2 separate regions of the Macaca mulatta genome follow, and region 2 is linked to region 1. The links are chromatin contacts, called in public Hi-C maps. All regions are on one chromosome and are shown on one strand. Each heading gives the region's core, a stretch centred on a gene start, on an enhancer-like site or on the middle of the called end of the contact. The rest is flanking DNA. Distances are from core to core; before and after follow the strand shown. Region 1 has its middle 17 kb from the start of AFF1. Region 2 holds the start of KLHL8 (kelch like family member 8).

Evidence for each region. A called contact is a pair of places that touch in the nucleus more often than the background predicts.
Region 2: a Hi-C map of fibroblasts shows a contact between it and region 1, with 2.3 times the contacts expected there. The contact joins the promoter of KLHL8 here to the enhancer-like site in region 1. A contact is called at or near these places in 5 of 14 Hi-C or Micro-C datasets (blood, fetal cortex germinal zone, fetal cortical plate and 2 more).

The regions. Positions count from the first base shown.
Region 1 is chr5:96,239,353-96,245,907 of T2T-MMU8v2.0, forward strand. No RefSeq gene overlaps it. Among named protein-coding and RNA genes, the nearest start is that of AFF1, 17 kb to the right of the region's middle. Within about 2 kb of position 3,314, at least 2 of the 40 cell types and tissues checked have an H3K27ac peak or open chromatin away from gene starts, as enhancers often do.
Region 2 is chr5:96,539,732-96,546,286 of T2T-MMU8v2.0, forward strand. KLHL8 (kelch like family member 8) reads right to left here and starts at 3,257. Exons shown (of 10, transcript XM_015138765.3): 1 at 3,085-3,257.

The DNA.
Region 1 (6,555 bases), core at 2,064-4,563:
AAGATGAAGTCATATGGCTTTAGGGTGGGCCTTAATTCAATGACTGATGTACTTACAAGAAGAGGGAAGGCCTGGAGCAGTGGTTCACACCTGTAATCCCAGCACTTTGGGAGGCCAAGGTGGGCAGATCACCTGAGATTGGGAGTTTAAGACCAGCTTGATCAACATGGAGAAAGAAACCCCATCTCTACTAAAAATACAAAATTAGCTGGGAGTGGTGGCACATGCCTGTAATCCCAGCTACTTGGGAGGCTGAGGCAGGAGAATCGCTTGAACCTGGGAGGCAGAGGTTGCAGTGAGCTGAGATCATACCATTAAACTCCAGCCTGGGCAACAAGACCGAAACTCCGTCTCAAAAGAAAAAAAAAAAAAGAAGAAGAAGAAGAAGAGGGAAATTTGGACTCAGATATACAAGGAAAATGCCATGTGAGGATGGAGGCAGAGGTTGCAGTGATACGTCTACAAGCTAAGGAACACCAAGGAGTGCCAGCAACCACCAGAAGCTAGGAAGAGGGAATGAACAATTCTCCCCTAGAGGCTTGAGAGACAGCATGGCCTGCTTACATTTTGCTTTCAGACTTCTGACCTCCAGAACTATGAGACAATACATTTCTGTTGCTTTAAGCCACCTGGTTTGTGGTCATTTGTTACAGCAGCCCTAGGGAAGTAATACATCTACTTTGTCTGGAGCAAGAGGACAGAAGTATGTACTTCCATTGATTTATGTGCAGTTGCTAAGAATTTGGTTGGATGGTCAAGGAAGGAAGAAGATTGAAAGACTGTTGACAAAGAAGTATGGGGAATAGGTATGTTGATGTACCCTTTGGAAAGGACATAGACTGCAAAGACATGTGAGTGCTCATCAAGGGACATTCACAGCTGAGGATGCTCTGAATAACCAAATGGACAAAATGACGTACTATGTGGATGCCAAAATAAAATAAAATAAAATAAACTTTTTCCAGATACTTAATGTTTACTTAATGGGCACATGAATAAAGTGGTCATGATGGCAAGAATGGAGGCTAGACATGGACTCAACAACGTGGGCTTCTCCTGAAGCTCCTAACCAAGGTTAGCCAAGCAGACACTATTGCTGAGCACCTTATCTGCCAACAGCAGATGCCAACACTGACCCCTGATATGGCACCATTGCCATATGATTAGCAGCTGTCTGGTAGCAGGCTGATTATACTGGAACTCTTCCATTACTGAGAGGGCAGAAATTCATTCTTATTAGAATTGACACATATTCTGGCTATAGATGCCTTTTCTACTCCTAATGATTCTGCCAGGACCTCCACAGACTCATAGAATACCTTGTCCACTCTCATGGTATTCCACAGAGCACTGCTTCTGCTCAAGAAATTCATTTCATGGTAATGAGAATACAGCAGTGAACTCATGCCTACAGAATGCGGATACTCCATCATCTACAAGTGGCTTCCCTATCTTAAAGGCAAAATTGCTTACTGAAAACTCATTTATGCTGCCTGTCTTAGTCTGTTTGAGCTCCAATAACAAAATACTATGGACTAGGTGGTTTATAAACCAGAGAAATTTACAGTCACGGCTGGGTATGATGTCTTAAGCCTACAATCTCAACACTTTGGGAGGCCAAGGTGGGAAGATTGCATAAGGCCAGGAGTTCAAGATCAGCTTGGGCAACATAGTAAGACATTTCTACAAAAAAATTAAAAAATTAGCTGGGCTTGGTGGCATGTGCCTGTAGCCCTAGCTACTCAGGAGGTTGAGGTGAATGAATCCCTTGAGCCCAGGAATTCAAGGCTGTAATGAGCTATGATCATGTCACTTCACTGCACCCTGGGCAGCAGAATCAGACTCGGTCTTCAAAAAAGAGGAAAGAGAGAAGGAAGGAAGGAAGGAAGGAAGGAAGGAAGGAAGGAAGGAAGGAAGGAAGGAAGGAAGGAGAGAGGCAGAAAGGAAGAAAGAGAAAGAAAGAGAAAGAGAGAAAGAAAGAAAAAGAAAGAAAGAAAAAAGAAAGAAGAAAGAAAGAAAAATAAGGAAAGGAAAAGAAAGAAAGAAAGAAAGAGAAAGAACGAGAAAGAAAGAAAGAAAAGAAAGAAAGAAAGAAAGAAAGGAAAGAAAGAAAGAAAGAAAGAAAGAAAGAAAGAAAGAAAAGGACAGATGGGAAGTAAGGAAGGAAGGGAGGGAGGAAGAGAAAGAAAGAAAAAGAAGAAAGGAAAGAAAGAAAGAAAGAAAGAAAGAAAGAAAGAAAGAAAGAAAGAAAGAAAGAAAGAAAGAAAGAGAAATTTACAGTTATGTATCATGTAAAAACAGGAATACCTTCGAAGAAATGTCTTCTTAAGTGATTTTGTCATTGTGAATATCTTAGATTGTGCTTACACAAACCTGGATGGTATAGCCTCCTACACCCCTAGGCCATGTGAGATAACCTATTGCTCCTAGGCTACAAACCTTTACAGCATGTTACTGTACTGAATACTATTGGCAGTTGAAATGGTAAGTATTTGTATAAACATAGAAAAGATCATGTGTTGTACTATCACTAGGTATAGGAATTTTTCAACTCTACTATAATCATATGTGACCATCCATCATTGACCATTATGTCACTATGCAATGCAAGATCAAGGTGCCATCCACTTCTGTGTCTGGTGAGATCTCTCTTCTGGATAGACAGCCTTCTTTTCACTCTAACGGCACATGGCAGAAGGGGTGATGGGTCTCTCTCAGTCCTTTTTTTATTTATAAGGGCGCTAATCCCATTCATGAGGGCTATGCCCTCCTGACCTCCCAAAGGCCCCACTTCCAAGTACTATCACCTTGGGGGTAAGGATTTCAACATATGAATTTTGGCGGGACATAAACATTTAGACCACATCAGTGCCAGATGTGAAACCACACATTAAAAGATAGGATTTTGACTTGTAAGATGCAGTATATGCTTTGAATCAGAGACCATGATGTAGTGCCATCTCCTCCACAGCCAGAACAAGAGTCTAGGAGTCAAGGATTATGAACGGGAGTGGCTCCTTTCACTACTGTATCAAATAACCCACTTATAAAATGTTTCTTCCTATCCTGGCAACTCTGAGATTTGCTGATGTGAAAGTTTTTGTTCTCAAGAGAGAAATGTTTCCATCAGAAATATAACTATGTATCCAGTCCACTACACTGGAAGATGAGGACACAACCTGACCATCTTGGGATGCTTATGTCACAAACTAACAGGTAGAATAAGTGGTTTCTATACTGCTGGTGACTGATCCCAACTACCAAAGGGGAACTTAGGTTACTGCTAAACCACGAGTACAAAGAGAACTATGTAAGGAACCCAGGGGATTTCCTGGAACATCTCTTAGTACTTCCATGTCTGTATTAGTCAGGGTTCTCCAGAGAGAAGAACCAACCGTGTGTGTGTGTGTGTGTGTGTGTGTGTGTGTGTGTGTGTGCACGATATGGGGAGATTTATTAGAGGAATTGGCTCACATGATTATGAAGACTGAGAAATCCCATGGCAGGCCATCTGCAAGCTGGAGACCCTAAGATGCTGGTAGTGTGACTCAGTCCAAGTTCAAAATCCTCACAGCCCGGGAAGCTGATGGTGTAATACTCAGTCCAAGGCCGAGGGTCTGAGAACTGGGGGCATTGGTGTAAGTCCTGGAGTCCCATAATCAGACAGCCTGAAATTCTGATGTCCAAGGGCAGGACAAGGAGAGTATCCCAGCTGCAGGAAAAAGAGAGAGAGAAAGAGAGAGAGAGAGAGAATTCCTTTTCTCTCCTTTTTTATTCTATATGTACTAAACTCCTCAGTAAATGGTCACTTGGCCACACCCTTAGTGTTCTCTCTTGAACTCTTGAACACACTTTTTCATTTTTTACATGACCAGGCTGAAACTTTTCAAATATTTCCATTCTGCTTTTTTTTTTTTTTCTTTTCTTTCTTTCTTCTTTTTTTTTTTTTTTTTTTTTTTTTGAGAAGAAGTCTTGCTGTGTCACCCAAGCTGGAGTGCAGTGGCATGATCTCGTCTAACTGCAATCTCTGCCTCCCGGGTTCAAGTGATTCTCCTGCCTCAGCCTCCTGAGTAGCTGGGATTACAGGCATGCACCGCCATGCTTGGCTTATTTTTTTTATTTTTAGTAGAGGTAGGGTTTCACCATGTTGGCCAGCCTGGTGTTGAAGTCCTGACCTCAAGTGATCCGCCTGTCTCAGCCTCCCAAAGTGCATGGATGACAGGCGTGAGCTGCTTTGCATGGCCCCATTCTCCTTCCTTTTAAATTATGAATTCCATCTTAAGTCATTTATTTCGTCTTGTATCTTACTGTATGTGGTTAAAAGTAGCCACACGGATCCTAAAAATATTTTTCTTAGAAATTTATTTTTCCCAGCTGGGTGTGGTGGCTAACAACTATAACGCCTGCACTTTGAGAAGCCAAGGCAGGGAATTCAGTTGAGCTCAGGAGTTCAAAACCAGCCTGGGCAACAAAATGAGACCCTGTCTCTGCAAAAAATTTAAAAATTAGCTGTGTGGGGGAGTGCATCTGTAGTCCCAGCTACTCAGGAGGCCGAGGTGGGAGAATTGCTTGAGCCCGGGAGTTTGAGGCTGCAATGAGCTATGATCGCACCACTGCATTCCAGCATGGGTGACAGAGCAAGATCCTGTCTTAAAAACAACAACAACATGAAAAAAGCTCTTCCATCAGATACTCTAGCTTATCACTCTTAAATTCTGCCTTCTGTAAAGTCTAGGGCATGAACACAACTCAGCCAAGTTCTTTGCCATTTCATAATAGGGATGACCTTTACTCCAGTTTCCAATAAGGTATTCCTCTTTTCCATGTAAGACCTCATCAGATTGGCCTTTACTGTCCATATTTCCACCAATATTCTAATCATGGTCACTTAGGTAATCTATAATTAGTCTCAACCCTTCCCTGCAGCTCTCCTCTTCTTCTGAGCCCTCACCAGAATCACCCTTCATTCTCCATTTACAGCAATCTAGTCTTTTCTAGCCTGCTGCTCCAAATTTTTTTAGCCTCTACCCATTACCCAGTTCCAAAGCTACTTCCACATTTTCAAGTATTTATTATAGTAACAACTCCAATCTTGGTACCAATTTTTTGTCTTAGTTCATTTTGTGCTGTTATAACAGAATGTCACAAACTAGATCATTTGTAAACAGAAGAAACTATTTAGCTCGCAGTTCTGGAGGCTGGGAAGTCAAAGATTGTGAGCCTTCATCTGATGAGGACCTTCTTGCTGCATCATAACATGTTAGAAGGCATCCCAGGGCTGGAGAGCATGCTCAAGAGCAAAAGGGGAACAAATTCACTTTTATAACCAACCCACTCCCTCAATAACTAACCCATTCCTTTGATAACAACATTAATCCATTCATGAGGGTAGAGTTCCCATTACCTAATCACCTCTTAAAAGTCCTACCTTTTAATATAGTACTGTTGTATTGGGGATTAAATTTCCAACATATGGCTGGATGTGGTGGCTCACATCTATAATCCCAGCACTTTGGGAGGTCAAGGCAGCTCACATCTATAATCCCAGCATTACAGGAGGCCAAGGCAGGTGGATCACTCCTGAGGTCGGGAGTTCGAGACCAGCCTGACCAACATGGAGAAACCCCATCTCTACCAAAAATACAAAATTAGCTGGGCATGGTAGCGCATGCCTGTAATCCCAGCTACTCCTGAGGCTGAGGCAGGAGAATCACTTGAACCCAGGAGGCAGAGATTGTGGTGAGCTGAGATCGCGCCATTGCACTCTAGCCTGGGCAAAAAGAGCAAAACTCCATCTCAAAAAAAAAAAAAAAAAAAAAAAAAAAAGGTTTTCAACATATAAACTTTGGAGGAGAAATTTAAACCAAATCAATGCCCAAGAAAAAACATCACAGAAAACTGTCCCCCTCAAAAAAGTAGAGGCTGGAATATTAAGACTCAGACAATTTAGAAATGAAAGTTTAGGTCACTCCACTAAGACACCTAACCAGCTGAGATTCCAGCTGATGGCAAAGGGAATACAGAGTAGGTAGTGGAAGAAGGTCATAAATATCAACCAAGGCCTCGTCATCAGTTAAAACACAGGGCTATAGCAGGTTGGCTACATATTTTCTCTTTGCTTGTAATATGTATGTTTATTTCTAAATGTTAACCATTTTCTTTTTTTCCCCCATGATTTAATATACAAGTTGTTGGAGGTTAGCTTTACAATTTAGACTTTAGCTAACAGAATATTTAGTAAACTGTGACTGAATTTGAGAAGGAATAAACTCAGTATTAAAATTTTTTAATTTTGATTTTTAAAATTGTGGTAAAATATGCATAATGTAAAATTTATCATTTTAATCATTTTTAAGTGTACAGTTCATTGGCATGAAGTACATTCATATTGTTGTGCAACCATCACCACCACTCATCTCTAGAACATTTTCATCCTCCCAAACTGAAATTTTGTACCCATTAAGCAATAACTCCTTGTTCTTTCCTTCCTGCCCTCCAGGCCCTGACAACCACTGTTCTACTTTCTGTCTCTATGAATCTGACTATGCCAGGCAC
Region 2 (6,555 bases), core at 2,007-4,506, 300 kb after region 1:
ACTGCAGCGGCACAATCATGGCTCATCGCAGCCTTGACCTCCCTGGACTCTGGTGATCCTCCCACCTCAGTCTCCCAAGTAGCTGGGACCACAGGTGCACACCACCACATATAGCTAATTTTTATTTATTTATTTTTTATTTATGTATGTATGTATTTATTTATTTATTTTTGTAGAGACAGGGTTTCACCATGTTGTGCAGACTGGTCTTGAACTCCTGGGATCAAGCAATTGGCCTGCTTTGGCTTCCAAAAGTGCTAAGATTACAAGCATGAGCCACCGAGCCTCACCTTTTTTTTTTTTTTTTTTTTTTTTAAATATAGAGACAGGTCTCACTTTGTTGCCCAGGATGGTCTCTAACTACTGGACTCAAGCGATCCTCCTGCCTCGACTTCCCAAATTGCTGCGATTACAGGTGTGAGTTACCACGTGGGGCCCTTTAGTTCTTAATACACAAAAATAAATGTGACTCTTTTGGGAATTCCAATATAAGTAACCAAAAATTTAAACATTCAATTTATAAAACACAAAAACTATCTGAAATTAAAGTTTAAAATGTCTGCAATAGTCTCTTTAATCTTTTTAAAATGACAATATCCATTTCAGTTCTCTACAACTCTCAAAAGTTCTTAATAAAAACAAAAGGGTTATTTGCCCAAACCCACAGAATGTTTAACACCAAGACTGAACCCTAACTGTGGATGTGACAATGATATGTCAATGTAGGTTCATCAACTGTAATATATGTACCACTCTGATGGGGATTTTGGCTCTGTAGGGGTAGGCGATACATGAGAAATCTGTATACCTTTCACTCAGTTTTGCTATGAACTTACAACTGCTCTAAAAAATAAAATTCATTTTTCAAAATAGCCGGTGGGATCAAAATTTACCCAACTTTTTTTTTTTTTTTTTTTTTTTTTTTTTTTTTGAGACGGAGTCTCGCTCTATTGCCAGGCTGGAGTGCAGTTGCGTGATCTCAATCAGGAGATTCCACCTCCCAGGTTCAAGCGATTCCCCTGCCTCAGCCTCCGGAGTAGCTTGGACTACAGGCACGCGCCACCACGACCAGCTAATTTTTTTGCATCTTTAGTAGAGACGGGGTTTCACCATGTTGGCCAGGATGGTCTTGATCTCCTGACCTCTTGATCCGCCCGCCTCAGCGTCCCAAAGTGTTGGGATTACAGGCATGAACCACCGCGCCCAGCCCCAACTTTCTTCTTAATGAATGAAGAAATACTGTTTTTTAAAAAATTCCCTCACTGAATGTGAACTGAGTTTCTTGTCAAAAAATGTGCAATTGTTACAGAATATATAATCTTAACCAATTATCAGTAATCTTATCAAACGCTAAAAGAATTGGCAGCTTTAAAAATTAAAAGGATTAAGCTAAGTGCTCATATGCAGTTGAATAGAGTATCCTGAGACGTTTTTTTCTTTTTTTGAGATGGAGTCTCACTCTGTCACCCAGGCTGGAGTGCAGTGGCATGATCTCGGCTCACTCCAACCTGTCTCCCGGGTTCAAGCCATTCTCCTGTCTTAGCCTCCCGAGTAGCTGAGACTACAGGCATGTGCCACCATGCTCGGCTAACTTTTGTATTTTTAATAGAGACGGGGTTTTACCATGTTGGCCAGACTGGTCTCGAAAATCCTGACCTCAAGTGATCCCCCCGCCTCAGCCTCCCAAAGTGCTGAGATTACAGGCGTGAGTCACTGCACCCGGCCCCTGAGACACTTCTTTTTATATTTAGGCTTAGGCAATCTGGCATCTTGAAAGCAATTTTTTAAAAAAGTGACTAAATAAATAAAGTGACTAAAAGTTTGAAGTTTGAACTGGGTCAGTTTGACAAATTAAGGAGGGTGCCAGGAGGAAGTCTGAGGAAAAGCAGCAGCTTAATGCCACCGCCATCTCCAAGCAGCTTTCCAGGTGCCAGCAGTGTTAGCAGCAGTCCTCTGCGTACCCAAGAGTACCGCAGGGCCAGAACATGAGAAAGATGCGGGAAGAGGATTTCCTTCTAGAGAGAGGATAAAGAACACCGAGAGTCCAACAATTACCATCTTGTACGGGAGAAAAACAATGCAAAGGAAAAAACGTGCAACCAGCAGATAAAATACTTATGTCAACCCAGGTTCTAAGGACCTTTTCCCAAAGCATCCCTCTAAACTAGTGACATTAGCTTAGGGCAAAGAGTCAAAAATAAAGTTAGCCATGAACACAGATGAAAACACTGAACGTTTTCTACGAAAAGTCACCCGATTAAACATTGTCAAGAGGGAAAAACAGTGCAAGTCCAGTAAAGCACGAGGCACGTAGAAAATTCAAGCTATGTAGTCAAATCGCTCTCTGAAGAAACCAGCAAGACAACTGAGGCCAGCACGGAGTGGAAGGCGTAAAGAGCTGTCATCGTGTCGGTAACAACTCCATCCGGCGGCTGCGCGTCTAGAAAGAGGCTGCGGTTCCTGGTTCCACACCAGGAGGCACTCTCCACAAAGTCCACACCGCCGCGCCTGGGCAGGCACCTCCAGCGCGGCCAGCAAGCCCCCCGAGTGGGGAGAGGCAGTGCCTTCCTCGCCTCGTCCCCGCGCGGCGTGGGCCGGAGGTGGCTCACTCGCCCCGCCCCCGCAGGCAGCGGCTCCAGGGGGCTTCCGGCCGCCCTCCCGGGGCCCCGAACCCGCGCCAGCCGCACAGTGCCTGCCCTCTCCCTGGACCCCGCTAAGCTCCTGCCTGGGTCCCTCTTCGAAAGACCGGGACGAGGGAGCCAAGGAGGCGCCGGCGAGGCTGACGGAGCCAGAGGCTGGGGCTCCCCTCCGGGAGCCGGGAGCAAAATCCTGCTCCTGCGGCCAATGGGGGCGACAGAAGCCGTGCAAGGGAGCTCCGGGGCTGGAGCTCTTGCTGTCAGGCCCCAAGCCCTCTCAGCTGTGGAGTTTCGGTTGGTGCACGAGGGCTCGAATTTCCTTCGCACGCCAGAGATCCGAGACCAGACGGTGTTGCGACTTCGGGGCTGGGGTGAGGGAGGGCTCCGCGCGAGCGGACGGCACCGCACAAAGGAAGAGGGGACTGAGGGGAGACAAGCGTCCCGTTACCTCGATCTTTCGACCCTCCGCTCTATTCTTCCTGGTGTCGCTAAGGTTGCAGCCACGTTACCCGGCTCCCGGAGCCCCGGCCGCCCTCAGCGGCACCTCACCAGCCCTGCGCCAGCACCTGGCGGAGGCGCGCTCTCCTGCACTGCCCCGCAGAGCCCTGGCGGGCGCTTGGCGTCTTCTCACCTCAGCCCCCGCGAGTGGCGGCCTCCGGGGGCGGGGCGGGCTGGGCGGGGCAGGCTGCGCGGGGCTGCGCACTGCACTCTGGGAAGTGTGGTTCTCGTAACCTCCTCCCGGAGTCCACCCCACGACCTCGCCCCCGCGTCTCCCGGGTCTCAGGGACTGGGCGGTGTTGCCCGGCCTGGTGAAGGCGGACCAGGGCGTGGCGGACGTCCCCATAACAAATCTTGAAATAAAACACTGCATGAATACCTTTGAGCTTATCCATGCTTCACTTCTGTGGCAGTACAAAATTTAGTTTCTTTTTATGTCCACCAAATCCCCTTCTGCGGTTGTGAGTGTTCCTGGGATTTATGTCTCTGAAAAAAGAAGGGGAAAAAAAGTTTGCGTTTATTCCTGTGTCACTTTCACCACGTGCTGATATATAAAACAACTTGTGTTTACAAATACACACCCACAGTTTGTAAACCTAAGAAAGCAGTTAATTGACCTGAGAGCTCGCTGCTAAAAAGCAGTGGAAGTGCGCGGTGGCTTCACGCCTGTAATCCCAGCACTTTGGGAGGCCGAGACGGGCGGATCACGAGGTCAAGAGATCGAGACCATCCTGGCCAATATGGAGAAACCCCGTCTCTACTAAAAATACAAAAATTAGCTGAGCGTGGTGGTGCGTGCCTGTAATCCCAGCTATTCGCAAGGCTGAGGCAGGAGAATTGCTTGAACCCGGGAGTAGGAGGTTGCAGTGAGCTGAGATTGTGCCTCTTGCACTCCAGCCTGGCGACAGAGCAAAAGTGAGTCAAAATAAAAAATAAAATAAAACAGTGCAAGTAAAAATGCTGTGAATCAATTTTTCTATAGTGTCAATAAAGTGGAATGCGTGAGGCGGGAGATCAAGAGACAGTAAAAGAAAACAAAAGTTTTTTAAAGAATGATATTCCCCTAAATGTGTCTTTTGCCAGACTAAACTTTCACAATCTTAGGAGTCTATTTCAGAATAAATTTAATCCTAGGACCTTTATTAACACATATGAACATTAGCACATTGATTTTAATAGAAATGAACATACATATCTGTATATATATATGCATCTTCTGTAAACACCCAAAACAACTATTTGAATTTGAAATTTTATTTCTGGAAAAAAATCACTTTATTTACATTGAAATATAAATAATTCTTAATATTTCAAAATATTCCTCTTTAGAGCATTAGTATTTTGCACATTTAATGCAAATACCTTTAGAAAAATAGAGTAAGATGAGTTTTAAAGAAGTATGCAGTGAAGAAAAGTCATAAAGTGTATCTGGAAGGTGATGTAAAAATTGTTGGGGCTCAGAAACCAAATATGGTGCTTTGCCGCACTGAACTGAGGAAGCAGCTTCACGGTCTCTTTTACCTTCCCCACTACCCTTCCTGCCTCTCAATTCTTTGTCTCTCCCAAAGCACCAAATGAAGTCCTCTGAATTTCTCTTATCTGCCTAGAAACCAGACCTGCCAAAGAGGAACACAAATATAATTGCCTTATCTGAGTTTTCATTTACTTAACTCATAGTGGAGGAAGAAAGACTGAAGTCTGTCAACACTCTTGGACAGACTTTTGTCACAAACTATTGTCTGCTCTATGGGCCCAACATACTTTTTCCCAGGCCATTGTATGTTCCTCATTTTCCCCTAAAAGTCCTTTACTATACCTTAAGTTGCCACATTTCGCCAATCTCCCTTTCCCCTGTAAAGAAGAGTATATAAACGTCTCTATCCCATTGAGTTATTGGGTAATCATTCTCCTGAAATCTCCCTGTGTTATGCACGTTAAAATAAATTTTGTATGTCTTTTTTCCTATTAATCTGCCATTTGACAGTTGATTTTTCAGTGAACCTTCCAAGGGAAAAGGGAAAGCTTCCCTTTATTCCCTTTATTAAACACAAAATCCAATATGTATTTTACTTATTTATTTATTTATTTTAGTTTTTTGAGGCGGAGTTTTTCTCTTGGTGCCCAGGCTGGAGTGCAGTGGCATGCTCTCAGCTCACTGCAACCTCCACCTCCCAGGTTCAAGTGATTCTCCTGCCTCAGTCTCTGCAGTAGCTGGGATTACAGGCGCCTGCCACCATGCCTGGCTAATTTTTGCATTTTTAGTAGAGAGGGGGTTTTACCATGTTGGCCAGGCTGGTCTCGAACACCTGACCTCAAGTGATCCGCTCACCTTGGCCTCCCAAAGTGCTGGGATTACAGGCATGAGCCACCACGCCCGGCCTACAATATGTATTTAATAAGACCATGTTAATAGAAATTTTATTTTTTATAGCCAAAGTTTTTATTTTATTTTACTTTTGAGACAGAGTCTCACCGTGTTGCTCAGGCTAGAGCGCAGTGAGTAGCACAATCATGGCTCACTGCAGTCTTGATTTCCCCAGCTCAGGTGATTCTCCCGCCTCAGCCTCCCAAGTAGCTGGGATTACGGGCCCACACCACCACACCTGGCTAATTTTTTGTTTTTTGTTTTTTTTTTTTTTTTTTGTAGAGATGGGGTTTCTCCATGTTGCCCAGGCTGGTTCTCAAACTCCTGGGCTCAAGGGATCTGCCTTTCTTGGCCTCCCAAAGTGCTGGGATTACAGGTGTAAGCCACCACTCCCAGCCACTTGTAATAAGATCACGGTAACTCCTAAAAATGCATATAAAAAAGCAGAATGGCTCTTTTTCTTCTGCTAATTGACACACAATAAACTACTTGTAGTTACTAACAAATCAAAGAAATATACATATTATTTCAATAGTATCATCTATTTATTGAAGAATGTTTTTTGAGCACCAGACACTGAGCTAGGAACTGGGAAATATGCAGTAAACAAAACTGAATAGTTCCTGCTGTCATGGAGACTTAGGATCCAGACTGGCAGACAGAGAATTAAACAGTGAATAATGAAAAGGCATGCATGGGGTGGCCAGGGGTTTGGGGAGCACCTAAGGTACACCCAATCTAGAGCTTTTTGTTGGGGTAGAGGAGTCTGGCAAAAATTCTGAAAATTAAATGAAATTTTTAAACCAAATAGCTATAAACTGGGGCGGGGGGGGGGTACATCTTTCCCTAAAAAGTGATATATCTATAACGATGCTCTCAAATAATTATTTAAAAAATATATACAGTATCTTACAGAACAGGATATACCTCAACGGAAACAAAACACACATTTCCTAAATCAGAAAAATATCTTCTTAGCTTTTACCCATTCCTCCCTAGCTCCATTTGAGAATAAGCAAGACTAGCCTATAATAAGTATGGATCTAAGAAATTCCT